2 separate regions of the Zea mays genome follow, and region 1 is linked to region 2. Evidence: chromatin contacts called from public Hi-C data. All regions are on one chromosome and are shown on one strand. Each heading gives the region's core, a stretch centred on a gene start, on an enhancer-like site or on the middle of the called end of the contact. The rest is flanking DNA. Distances are from core to core; before and after follow the strand shown.

Region 1 (3,850 bases), core at 1,248-3,747, 640 kb after region 2:
AGGAGAAGTATCCCGAAGGGCAGCAGAATTCTCTCGACACTCTTCTGGATAGAGTAGACGGTTGCTTTTTATTTCCTTTTTTAATCCGCCAATACTACTGTTGCATCGGTGCATAGGAAGTGTCGATTAGAAATCGAACGGTTCACATTTTTCTGATGACGTGGACGTCCTGGTTGGCCTCGTTTCGAACCGCGTTTGTAATATAGGAAATTTGATTCTTTATTCTTAATTATATAGTGTTCTGGTTTTTCTGCATAAATAGATATTTTTAACAACACATAAAATTATGTATAGGTATGCAGTAAAACACTTTATTATCTAGAATGAGTGTGGAGTAATTGTTTCATAGATGATAGATGAAACATAAAACTGGTATTAGAGCACCTCCAAGAGATACTCTTTATTTTTTAATCTATATTTGAATATCTATTTATCTTTTTATAAAGACTACACTTTTTATATAGCATTTAACTCCAACATACTATCTATCTATTTTGGCTAGTTAGGTGACTAGTCAAGTTTGGTTAGTGAGAGAGCTAATTTGAAAGTCAGATAGCTAGTCTGTTGGAGATTTATTTTGATGTTGATTTACCAAAATTTGGCTTGACGAGTCATTTAGCTAGCCTTAGCTAGCCTCTTGCAGATGATCTTGGTGCCAAGACCATACTCAGTCTTTAAAATACTTCCCTGACATCATGAAATGAACTATAGCTTGGTAAAAGTCTTCCCAATAAACTGACGATAAGAAAATGAGGAAACGTCAGGTTCAGTTAAGACTTAGGAGTAGGGACACGGGCACACGGCAGTGCTCCACGCCACAGCTGTTCCCGGACAACGTTTCCTGTGTGCGCAGCGACTACCTCACAACAACGGCGAACGGCTAGTCCTGCGAGCCGGTGGCTCACGGTCTTTTCCCTGTTAGGGCATGTACAGTGGAGAGACACCAAAACGGTTCTCCAAGCACAGGAGACAACTAAGAGACTATATTGTACAATGGAGTGTCTATAAACGTAGTTTATTAATAAATACAGAATTAAATGTATTTATATAGCATCAGATCGATAGAACAGACGACAAATTTGTATAGTGGGAAGTGAGGCGTCTGTTGTTACTTGGTTTACGAGCCAGAGGCGTCTCTTCACGGAGAGACGGCTCTAAGATTTTTTTGCAAATAACCCCCTAAAACACCTTAAGAGCTCCCACATTAAATACCACTGTACATGCCCTTAACTTAATCTCGTTCCCAGGCAAATGTAAAACAGTTTCCTGCTCATGGTCAACCGTAGCAGCCAGAATTATTCTTCCCCGTCTAAAAGGTTGCGAAAATTCGCGGACTCTTCCAATTCCAATTTGGAGTGCTGGATCCTTGCAAGTATTTTTTCCAGATAACAATTCATGAAAACATTATTTTTTTCCTCTCAGTATAATCGCCCACCTCCATCTGTTTTTTGAAAACTTGTCGGCATCTGTCTTTTGCTTCACTGTTTATTATTTTTATTTTAATAGCTTTATGTATGTACTCGCTTCCTCTTATTTTCTTTTTCTATTAAGCGAGAGGTAGATTCCGAGGGCAAACAAAAAAAAGGGAGGCCATTTCCAGAACCTTCCGCCTATCTGAAATCTTATCTTCCCAAGTTTTGCACGGCTCTGTTTTAACCCTCCTAAGAAACTTTACATTCAGGTTAGCCAAAAGGTAAAAATAAAAACGAGAAAAAAAGATAGGGGCTAATCCCCTGGGTGCGGCCGCACGCACGGGGGACGCGTCATCAGACGGCGGGCATGGACTCGTGGCGCAGCGCCGCGAGATCCGACGGCGCGCACGCGTCGTCGCCGAACGCGAACAGGCCGGCGCCGAAGACGTCGTCGTCCCACGCGGCGGCGGCGGCGGCCGCGGCGGCAGCCTCGGGCGAGTAGCCACCGAAGCCTCCGTCGATCTCGTCGTCGAAGCCCCAGATCTGGCCGTAGAGCGCGGCGGCGGGCTCCGGCGGGCCGGCGAGGCCGGCCTCCTCCGAAGAGGCGGCGGCGGCGGATCCCGCCGGCGGCAGCCCCAGCTCGTCGTCCGAGGCCTCGAGCAGGAACCCCAGCTCCGGCTGCTGCGACGGCGCCGCCTCCGCGGCCTCGTCGAAGCTGGCTATCTCCTCCTCCAGGCTCCGCATGACGGACGCCAGGTCGCCGGCGGCCGCCGCTTCGGTGTCGTCGTCGAGCATGTCGAGCAGGTCCTGCGGCCGCAGCCTCTTGGCGTCGGCCTCCGGCCACACGGCCTCTCCGGCGGCGGCGGCGAGGTCGACCGCCTCCCGCGCCCGCTTGTGAGAAGAGGTCTCCATGGAATAAGTTGGAGGAAAGGAAGCGACTCTCTCTCTTTTCTTTCTTTTCTTGCTCCTCCTTCCTCTCGCTGTGTATAGTACACGACGTAGCAAGCAAGCCAAGGCAGGCAGCTAGCTAGGCCAGGCGAGACGAGCGCGTTAACGCGAGGGCAAAGACGGAAGAGTACAAAAAGCGAGGTGTTGTGCGCAGCGTCGCCGAGTTCGGGGCCACCTTATATAGCGTTGCACGCGGTGGGCGGCTCTGCGGACGACGTTTCTCGCAGGGGGGTTTCCGGAAAAAAGTTTGCTCGGGCGGTTTTGGTTTGGTCGCCAGTGCGGTGGTGCATCGAGGTCTATAGTTATCAGCTCAGGTACCTCCCGGAGCTGGCGGGCGGGCGGTGTAGTTTGAGAGTTTCGTCGGGTGCCAGAGGTATTGTCCACACGCTCCCGTGGCGGCCCGTTGATGCGAATAACCAGAGCAGGCACCATACCATGGACGACCGCTCGAGTAGTCGAGTCTCGTGTTCCAGGCTTCCAGCCAGCACTCTCGCCCCGCTGGCGTCAGACCTCAGAAGTGCATTTTTGTTCGGTTGCCTATTTTCTCTCGCCTGCTTTTGTGCCTTTGCTGGTAGGTGACGGCAGTGCTTGTTGAGTATAATTCTTCAAACCTGAACGTGTGGCTGCGTATAGATTCAATTGAATACAGACCGGCCCAAGTTGCAGTTATATTTCCGTTACCTATGAGTGATTTCTGATATTTTGAAACCTTGTAAGGCCTTGTTCGTTTCTATCGGATTGGTGGGTCGGAACGATTCCTGACCGGATTGGTTCTCTAATTTATATAAACTTTGATTAGCTGGAATTATTCCGGGTGCAATCCGATGGAAACGAACAAGGCCTAAATGAATTTAAAAAATGGCATGGACGGGGATGTGTGCGTGTCTGGCTGCCTGCCTGCGTGAGGCTTGCCATCCCATCTGGAAGTGCGTGGGCGTGGCCGCGTCTCCGTCCGCGCGCGCCTGCCTGCCTGCTTTTATTTGTCCACGCCCTGGACTGGATGGGTGGATTGGGGCGTGTGTGGTGGTTGAACGGCGACGGCCTGCAGCGGTCCAGTCAGTCTCCCCCCTTCGATATTTCTGGCACTGCTTTTTTTTAAAACCTTTGAAAAGCCACCTGTGTGTCTGGCTGGCTGTACTGGTCAGTGGCGATCTTTATCCCGGGCGGCGGGTCTCTTTTTAGTCAGGCCGACGAGTTGGACCCAGCTATATTTTTTAAAAAAAAGGTTTATTCTCTCCCATCTGGAAAAAGATTTCGAGGGCGTGCCTGCTCGGTGCGGACAATAATAACTGGGTGAAAAGATGTTGGTTCTGAACCTCACAGAATTTCATTATTAATTTCATTTTCTTTTTTTTGTCGCCGCATGCACTGCTACGCATATAGCACTACTCAATAACAAAATTTATAAACTAAAGAATTATATAGCTACTACTAAGGGGAAAAGTGCATATCGGTTCCATTCCTGTAAATTCTGCATTTGGGAAGGGCTG
Region 2 (3,998 bases), core at 393-2,892:
CAGTAGTTAACTAATCCTACAAGCTTCAAAAAAAAAACTAATCATACAAGCAACAACACATGATCCGAAGATGATGCAAGCCTAGATTTTTAAGAACCTCGTCTCATGCAATCAAAGGCCCAACTGATAGTCTTCGAGAAAAGATGATGAAATCACAGTTAAACTGTGAATAATATATAGCCTGATGAGTTGAATCATATATACTGTACTGGACTACTTAACGATGAGTTCAACAGGAATTGAGCAGGGGAAAAAAACATGGAGATGGAAAGGTCAGACGACGTGCATCTGCAGTTTTGTTAGCTATAGGCTTGTCGACTAGATCAACTGAGCTGGTGCTGCGTACATGCATCCATCCACATGACATTGACGATTAGGTTAATCTTTTGCGCTCGCCATTAAACTAAACTAATATAGCTCTAGTTGCTCGTCTGGAGACATCCTATCAAATCCGTTCTACATGCCTCCCGTACAATCATGGATTACTTTATATATATATATATGGCCGATGCTTTGCCAAATGGGGTGACTCCATAATGATCCATGTATAGTAGGGGCATAACATAATTTTATTAGCTTCGACTAGGGTTAACCCCAGTTCGTAGCCAACCTAGCCTAATCCACTTGGATATATATGATGTGAATGCGATGCGAGTATGATAAGCTAGCCTACGACAGCCCGTCGACGCGACATGCATATTATTATAGACAGGCGGGATACATGCATATATATATATATATATATATATATATATATATATATATATATATATATATATATATATATATATATATATATGCATGTATCCCGCCTATATATATATATATATATATATATATATATATATATATATATATATATATATATATATATATATATATATATATATATATATATATATATATATATACACACACATTGATTCAGTTCTTGTTGTGGGTTTGCTTTGTACTATATTGTTAGGTTATGCAGGAGTCAAGTTGCCGTTGATAGGAGAGCGTGCATGTATATGTATATATACTTGTACTATACAAATTCAGTAACGAAAGGCGACCAATGGTATACGCACGACGTAACCGTCGATGGTTATTCTATATATGTCTAGGATACAATTTATCACCGACAATTGTGCCTTATAATACGGTCTCCAGAGGCGGAGAACGGGGGTGGAACGAAGAAGGGGACCAACGAGACCAGCTAGTGGGGGCGAATAGAAAACTTGCCAAATAAAAAAATAGCAGGTAACCCCCCACTTAATAATACTATATGTGATACGAATCTTAGGATGATCTATATATCATCATCCACCTCCCTGTGGAGGCGCCACTCCACTACTGTGCACATGTTGACTCGCTAATCCTTGTTAGTTTAGGTACGTTCCAGGGATTAACAAAAGCTAATAATCTTTGTTAGTCTAGTCGCACTCGCACCGCATGTACCAGTACCAGTAAACAAAACCCCTAGCGTAAAGCGCAGGCGTACGCGGCCCCTAACCCTATTGGCATGCATGCATGAGCATGAATGACTGCGTGCGTTTCGTACGTGGCTGCTACCGCCGATGCAGCCAATGGGAGATCAGGGAGTGCAGGCCACGTGTTGAGGTTCCGTTGGCTGGGGGCGGTCCAACCGCGGCGCGAAACGTGGACGCCGGAGTTTCGATGCATGCGGAGCCTACGTGGCCCCGCCGCTGGACCGGCCCAGAAGCGTGGGCCCCAGCGAGCGCGATCTCGATGCGGGGGGATTCTCCGGACATTACCATAAAAAGAAAATTCTGTCACTTCTGTTCACGGCACTGTTTTTACGTAAGTAGTACTCGTATTCGTTTATTTATCTATTATATAATTATCCAGCTCTCGTCCGTCAGTGCTTGTCCACCGGAATGGCAGAAGCAGGTTACGTAATTTACCCTGTCGGCCTTATAGATAAATAATAAATAATATCAAGCTAGCTTGATGCATGGTTTTGGTGCCTGCTAAGGCCTTGTTCGGTTATTCCCAATACACATGGATTGGATGGGATTGGAAAAAATTCTTAAGAAATTTGACTTGTTTGGGATTCAAACCCATCCAATCCCACTCAATCCACATGGATTGAGAGCTAACCGAACAAGCCCTAAATTAAAATAAAGTTGGCAAGACCAAGAACCGATGGACCATATTGTCGACACGCAAGCCCCCAACCCAACGGGGAAGGCACACGCTGAGCATGCAAACGACAGAGGCTCATAGCGCACGTATGCCGGTCACTTGGATCGATCTCTGCAAGGCAAGGCAAGTACATGGCACATATTGTCGCATGCTTTTCTGGTCCCGATTGACAAGTGAGTACCGGCCCGGCCGGAACACCACCCACCATCTGTGCTGGACGCCTGGACTGCTGGTGACTGGTGCGCACTCTCTCGCTCCGACGAGACGCGCGCCTCAACGTGTGTGCCCGTGCCAGGTGCTGCCGCGTCCAAATCACTACCGGAATTCGCGCCTTTGCCGAGTGCCGGTGGCTTTGCCGAGTGCTTTTTATCGGGCACTCGGCAAATCCGGCTTTGCCGAGTGCCGCACTCGGCAACGTCCTGCGCTCGGTAAAGAGCTAGTTTACCGAGTGTAGGACACTCGGCACAGCCGAGCACTCGGCAAAGACTTCTTTGCCGAGGGTCAAGCACTCGGCAAACATGGCTCTCGGCAAAGGGCCGTTAGCGGCCGTCTACAACTGACGGCCGTCAGTTTTTGCCGAGTGTCAAATATCTGGCGCTCGGCAAACATAGTCTTTGCCGAGTGTCCTCTGTAGACACTCGGCAAAGCATATTTTAATTTTTTTTATTTTGGTCACCAAAATTTTTGTGGTATGTTTCTACACTATGTAGACCTACATGTACCATTTTGGGACAATTATAACAGTTTTTTCTATAGCTAGTACATTTAGTTTGTTTATTTGAATTTCTTCGGAAAATTCAGATTTGAACTGCAGGTCACTCGAAACTTGGAAAACCGTGAATGCAAAAATGATATCCATGCTACATAGCACAAGTTACGACCGATTTCAGGAGCGAACCGGAAACTTCGAGCACCATGCTCACTCAACATGACCGTAAACTTGCCATCCAGGTGTTTAAAAATTGTATAAAACAGAAACAAAGTCAGAAAATCATGAACCCTGTCCACGTGTCATGATATCATATGTAGAGGCTGTGATAAAAATTTGAAAAAGTTTCGAGAAAGCTGTAACGCACTATGTGTACAAACCTAAGAGATCCACATTGAAACTCTATGATTTCATGTGTGGTTCTCTTAGGTTTCTACACATAGTGTCTCACAACTTTCTCCAAACATTCTAAATTTTTTATCACAGACTCTACATATGATATCATGACATGTGGACAAGTTTCATGATTTTCTAAGTTTGTTTGTGTTTTATAAATTTTTTAAACAGTTGTATGGCAAGTTCACGGCCATGTTGAGTGAGCATGGTGCTCGAAGTTTCCGGTCCGCTCCTGAAATCGGTCGTAACTTGTGCTATGTAGCATGGATATCATTTTTGCATTCACGGTTTTCCAAGTTTCGAGTGACCTGCAGTTCAAATCTGAATTTTCCGAAGAAATTCAAATAAACAAACTAAATGTACTAGCTATAGAAAACACTGTTATAATTGTCCCAAAATGGTACATGTAGGTCTACATAGTGTAGGAACATACCACAAAAATTTTGGTTGGCAAAATAAAAAAAATAAAAATGTACTTTGCCGAGTGTCCAAGGAAGACACTCGGCAAAGACTTCTTTGCCGAGTGCCCCCCAGGGTGGCACTCGGCAAAGATGTGTAAGGTAATATTTGCCGAGTGTCAGATGGTAGACACTCGGCAAAGGATCCTTTACCGAGTGCCACCGATCTGGCACTCGGCAAAGTTTATTTTAAAAATTAAAAAAAACTTTGCCGAGTGCCAGATCACGGGCACTCGGCAAAGAAGGCGAATATACTCGCCCGCGGCTTCCTTCTTTCTCCTTTCTTC

The links. Hi-C and Micro-C count contacts between places; a contact is called where the count stands out from the background.
Region 1: a Hi-C map of leaf shows a contact between it and region 2, with 8 times the contacts expected there. The contact joins the promoter of LOC100278084 here to the enhancer-like site in region 2. A contact is called at or near these places in 2 of 25 Hi-C or Micro-C datasets (endosperm and leaf).

Annotation. Positions count from the first base shown.
Region 1 is chr3:22,626,566-22,630,415 of Zm-B73-REFERENCE-NAM-5.0, forward strand. LOC100278084 reads right to left here and starts at 2,498. Exons shown (of 1, transcript NM_001151477.2): 1 at 1,626-2,498. The coding sequence starts at 2,324. The coding sequence ends at 1,767. It overlaps LOC103649848 (a long non-coding RNA gene), which reads right to left and starts at 35. Exons shown (of 5, transcript XR_563746.4): 1 at 1-35.
Region 2 is chr3:21,985,054-21,989,051 of Zm-B73-REFERENCE-NAM-5.0, forward strand. No RefSeq gene overlaps it. Among protein-coding and RNA genes, the nearest start is that of LOC103649831, 6.3 kb to the left of the region's middle. Within about 2 kb of position 1,643, at least 18 of the 20 cell types and tissues checked have an H3K27ac peak or open chromatin away from gene starts, as enhancers often do. A contact at or near this core is called in endosperm and leaf, where this site is marked.